Regions from separate parts of the Macaca mulatta genome. Here region 1 is linked to region 2. A link is a contact called in public Hi-C data. All regions are on one chromosome and are shown on one strand. Each heading gives the region's core, a stretch centred on a gene start, on an enhancer-like site or on the middle of the called end of the contact. The rest is flanking DNA. Distances are from core to core; before and after follow the strand shown.

Region 1 (2,700 bases), core at 76-2,575, 120 kb after region 2:
GGCAGCATTCCAGGGAAATGGGGGGGCGCCTAGCACAGAGGGTGCAGAGACACCAAGAGATGCGTGAGAGACAAGAGGCAGAGAGACACTTAGGGAGGGAGACAGAACCCAGGGAGAGGAAACAGAAGAGACCCAAGGGGAGAGAACAGAGAGACTCAGGAACAGGGAACAAGATGACCCAGGGAGACAGAACGGAGAGACCTGGGGAGAAAGAACAGAGTGATCTGGGGAAAAAGAACGGAGACAGCCGGAGAGACCCTGGGATTGCAGGGGCACTGACACGGGGAGGCAAAGACGCCAAGGAAAACAGAAAGCAGCCGAGACAGAGACGTGGGCACGACGATGGGGAGCCGGCACGGCTCGGGACAGGACGCGGGGCAGCCGCTGAGTGAACTTTCGGAGCGGGTCCGAGTGGCCACGTCCTCATGGGACAGGTCGCTCCAGGGCCTCCAGGGCGTTGCACCCGGTTGGGGGCGGGCACAACCCGTTCAGCCCCTCCCCAACCCGTGCTCGCGAACGAAGGGGGTGGGGGGCTCCAAACTCGCGCCCGGCGCAGCCCGGGACTGCACGTGCGCCGGGGCCGCGAGCGAGACCCGGGCGCGCCGGCTGCGGATCCCCCGTCGGCTGGGAGGGGGCGCCTGTGCGGCGGGGGCGGGGGCGCGGCCTGGACCCGCCCGGAGCCGGGGGCTGAGGGGTCTGAGGGCCGCCCCCGGAGCGCGTCCGCGCTAGAAGGGGGGACGAGGCGGGACTGATGAGGGGGAGCAAGAGCGCAAACGGGAAACTTTGCGCTGGGCGGGGGAAGGGGGGGCGGGCTGCGGCTAAGGTGCGGCGGAGAGGGAGGGAGGCAGCGAGGGGCGGCGGGGAGCGAGCCAGCCGGCAGCGCTGGGGGCGCGTCTGCCGCGGGGTGAGCGGGGAGGAGCCGCCAGGCTGGGGCGTGGGGGGGGCTTCGCCGAGGCTGCGGGCGCGGCAGGTGGGGGCGCGGCCCGGCCTCAGCGGCGCCCTCGTCCCCCCGGGACCGCCCCCAGCTCCGCCGGGTGGACTAGCGGGGAGGGCAAGGAGTACGGGGAAGAGACGGGCGCGGAGGGGGCTGGCGGGGGGCCTGGGGGTCACTCACCGCCTATCCAGGGGCCGTCGGTCCGCATGTCCCCCCGCAAGCCGCTGGGGCCGCTGCTCCCACTCCTCTGCCGCCGCCGCCTCCACCTGGTCCCGCTCCCGCCACCGCCACCCGAGCTGGAGCCGGAGCCCGAGCCGGAGCCGGAGCTGGAGCCGCCGCCTCTGCCGCCGCCACCGCTCCCGCCGCTCCCGCGCCAGCTCCAGCCGCGCGCTCCCCTCTCGCTCGCGCCCGCGCCCCTGCCCCTGCCGTGCGCGCCCCCGGCGCCGCCCCTCCCCTCGTGCACTCTCGCTCGTAGAGCCGCGGAGCCGCGGAGGCCCAGAGAGGCCACAACTCAACGCCAAGTCGAAACCGACCGGAACCTCAATGTTGAACCCGAACCCCAATAATGAACATGGACAGACCAAACTCTGATACTACATCCAGATCCTTCTAGTGGTTCCCAGTCCTAGCATGAACCTAATACCATTCTAGGACCGCATTTCCTCCCCATACAGATCTGAACCTGATACTGAGTCTACACCTTGCCCTAAACCCAATATTGAATCCAAAGCCCTTAATCTGCCCCCAAATTAGCACAAGTAGGAATTTTGTTCTGAACCTCTGTACTGATCCCAAATACCAATTCTGACTCTAAACCTCTTTATTACTCTACCTGCCCTAACCTTGATAGTGATGTTAGCACCAACTCTGGACCTTAAATGGACCCCTGTGCTAATGCTCAGCCCCCAGTCCCTAAATGAACCCTAAAGTCCAAAAGCTACCTTGCTATGGACCCCAATTCTCTCTCTTCTGAACCCCAAGCCTTACATAAAACTCCAGTACTGCTCTCCCATTCCCAGATCAACACCAATGCACTCTGAATTGGGATTCTCAATTCCAGAGTTGGGATTGAGTCACCAGAAAAGGACCCCCAAACAAAGATACTGACCTGAAACCCCACCCAACCTTGAGACCATTTAGGACCCTAAACCAACCCAGCTTTAATAATAATCTTAGAATCCAAGATGAGACTGGCTTTGCAGAAACCCCACACAAAGCCCCTTCATCCTCATGCTCACCCTCCACTTCTCTGACCTAGTGTCAACCCCAAGCAGAGGCTGGCTAATACCCCAATATTATACCAATTCCAACTGTGAACCTTACATTGGCCTCGGAATTAAAGACGTGATAATGCCCTCTAAGTCAAATTTAAATCTCAGTATTGAGTTTCTGACTTCTCATATCAAACTCAAATGATGACCCTAGAAATGTCTGGGTGAAACCAACAACCTACCTGAAGATTTATTCCAAGACCCACTGATGAGAGGGATTTGATGAGCTTCAACCCAAGAGCCCCTGCCTCCAGACCCCGCCCCCATGCAATCCATGCTACAACTACTGAAGAGTCAGCCAAAGCCACACCAGTTCTTTCCTATCTACCGCCCCGCCCCCCCCACCCCCCACTCCCCCATTCTCCCCCACTGCTTGCTAGGCTTCACCATGAAGATTGGGGGAACCTACCCCCGCTGCCCTGGGTCAGGTAACTGAGCAGAGGAAGAGATGACATTTCTCCTCTGTGGGGTTTCTTCTGCGGGGTGTTTCTGGTA
Region 2 (2,713 bases), core at 6-2,505:
TGGCAGGTATACTGTTATCCCTGTTTTACATACCAGGAAATTTGCCCACAGCCCACTCTTAAGTGCACCTTCCACTGCCCTATACTGCTTACATCCTCATCTCCATCTGGATTAAGTCCTTTGCAAGGGCAGTTCCAAGTATGGAGAAACCCGAAGTTTATTTAATTTTGAAGACCCTCTTAAAAAGAAAAATGAATCCAAAATATCTTACTTTTGCAAATTTTATAAAAACATACAGTCATGTGAATACAATGTTGGGGCCCTTCCCCGGGCCTTCAAAGGGGCCCTAATGGGCTTCATCAGCCTCTGGCCCAATTCATCTTTGTATGCCTAGAACAATGCATGGCACAGAGTAGGCAATCGGTAACTGTTGAAAAACTGATTTCCTCACCCTCACCTCAATTGTTCATCCCTTCTTCAACCCTACGATTCCCTTCCCCCAATCTATTCCCTGGGGAAAGCTCCCGTTTCATGACACCTTCCCTCCCAATCAGTAACAAAGCCTAGTGATTCAAGAACACCGGCTCCAAAGTCACAACTCTGAATACAGATCCGGTCTCTGCCGTCTATTAGCTGTGTGACCTTGGCTGTGTGAGTTGACTGAGTCTCAGTTTCTCCACCTGTAAAATGGGGATCCCAACCCCCTGCCCTGCAGGGTCGCTGTGATTAGCTCAGATGATGCAAGCGAAACACTAAGCACTAGGCCCGGTACTTAACCACTCAATAAAGCTAGTTGTTGCTAACGAACCCCTCGGACTCCTGCACCCTTCCCTCGCAGCCGCTCCCGCGAACATCACTCCAAAGGCAGCGCACCCTGCTCCCCAAGGTCCCCGAACCTCACCGCGCACAGGTTCGGCCCCTCCCGGCCCCGCCGCCTTAGCGAGTAAAGCTCCGCCGCAGGAAGAAGAAAATAAGGCCCAGAGGACCCGCCCCCCTCTCCCGACGTCCATTGGCCCTGAAGATTGGAAAAGGCCAATCTCAGAACACATTCTGGAAGCTCCTTCTCCTATTGGCCGAGAAACATGCCGATCACTCACCGCTGGAAGAACCACCCCCACCGCCCCTCCCCCACAAAATTCACGGTCACGGCTACAGCAGCAAAGCGCCTCAAGAATTCCAAAACCCTATAGTTCTCACCTACAGCCCAAAGCCCCGCCAGGGCTTAGGCTCAGCTCCTGCTGTCGCCACTGGCCGATCCTACTGCTTTTCCAGCAGGCGAAGGACGAAACTCCGCCTCCTCTAAAGTCTGCATCTGCGCAGCCGCACAGAGTCAACCAATTCAAGGGTGGCTGCAAACCATACACCAGCCAATGAGCACGCGCCGCAGCCACCTCCCAGTCCCGACCTCAGTGTGCTCAGCCTATGAGCGCCGGCTCGGGCTGTTGCCAGGAGGAAACGCTGTACCACTCGGGACTGCGGCCAGTGAGCCTCTAGCTGGATCGCGAAGCTGGCCAATCATAGGCGGGCTCCTGGCCACCCATAACTAATCAGGGTTGAAAGAAGCTAGTACCTAGAAGTGGGCCGGTCGGGTAGATGGGTAAGGGCGGTGAGGTTACTACAGGATGTCGCTAACGAAAGGATGGGCCAAAGTTTTCTTGGGATGAGTATCCTCTTGGCCTAACGTGGAAATGTGTCGGGGCCTTTAGGGGCAGCTTCCGAGCTCAGGGAGTGCTGAAAAGATGACCGTCTTGTCCCGGTTTGTCTTGGGCGTCTCAGTTTTCAAAACAAAATCCTGCGTCCTTGGAAACCCCTCATTCGCTGTCAAGTCTGGACAGGGAAGGGAGGCTGCCCTGAGGGTCATTAGGACAGACCCTGAGGGAGGCTGTCCTTAGGGTCATTAAAAAGCAGTTCCTGGCCGGGCGTGGTCGCTCACGCGCGTAATTCCAGCACTTTGGGAGGCCGAGGCGGGCAGATCACCTGAAACCGGCAGTTTGAGACCGGCCTGACAAACATGGAGAAACCCCCGTCTCTACTAAAAAAAAAAAAAAAAAAAAAAAATACAAAATTAGCCGGGCGTGGTGGTGCATGCCTGTAGTCCCAGCTACTCGGGAGGCTGAGGCATTAGAATCGCTTGAACCCGGGAGGCGGAGGTTGCGGTGAGCCGAGATCGAGCCATTGCACTCCAACCTGGGCAACAAGAGTGAAACTCCGTCTCAAAAAAAAAAAAAAAAAAATCATTTCCTCAGTGAGCGGGGATTTGGGGGATCATTAGGAGCAGCTCTTGGGGCGGAGAGGGGGGCATCCTGGGAATCAGAAGAGGCACTTCTGGGGGGCTGGAGGGGGAGGGGGCTTCCTAGAATCATTAGGAGCGATTCCTGAGGGGTAGTGAGTCGCCTTAAGGAGTTCCCAGAATTGTCAAGGGTGATGGGGAAGGTCAAGTAGGAAAGTAAAATACCCACAACCAGAGTCATAAAAAATGTACAAAATTACCATGGGTGAGTAATGGGGTAGTGCCATGGAAAGAGCTATATGGAGTCAGGCCTGTGTTCAAAACTAGTAACTTTGCTGAGCCTGGGAGTTCACATCAATACAATGGAAAAAATAATGCCTCGCGGATTTTGTAAAGAGAAGAGTTAATGAATGTTGCCAAAAAGAACATATTACATAGAATGCTATGGACTTACGGTATGGACCAATCATCATTTCTGCATCAGGCTGGGTACATGCCTACTGAAAAAAAAAAGTGTTAAAAAAAAAGTTTCAAAAACAGAAA

Evidence for each region. Hi-C and Micro-C count contacts between places; a contact is called where the count stands out from the background.
Region 1: a contact with region 2 is called in a Hi-C map of fetal cortex germinal zone, with 4 times the contacts expected there. The contact joins the promoter of PTPRF here to the promoter of KDM4A in region 2. A contact is called at or near these places in 3 of 14 Hi-C or Micro-C datasets (fetal cortex germinal zone, fetal cortical plate and liver).

Annotation. Positions count from the first base shown.
Region 1 is chr1:197,136,328-197,139,027 of T2T-MMU8v2.0, forward strand. It overlaps PTPRF (protein tyrosine phosphatase receptor type F), which reads right to left and starts at 1,326. Exons shown (of 30, transcript XM_077960287.1): 1 at 1,115-1,326. All of the region lies in intron 1 of MED8 (mediator complex subunit 8), which reads left to right.
Region 2 is chr1:197,016,385-197,019,097 of T2T-MMU8v2.0, forward strand. It overlaps KDM4A (lysine demethylase 4A), which reads right to left and starts at 1,256. Exons shown (of 23, transcript XM_077960314.1): 1 at 1,138-1,256. The region is part of intron 1 of MED8 (mediator complex subunit 8); the gene reads left to right.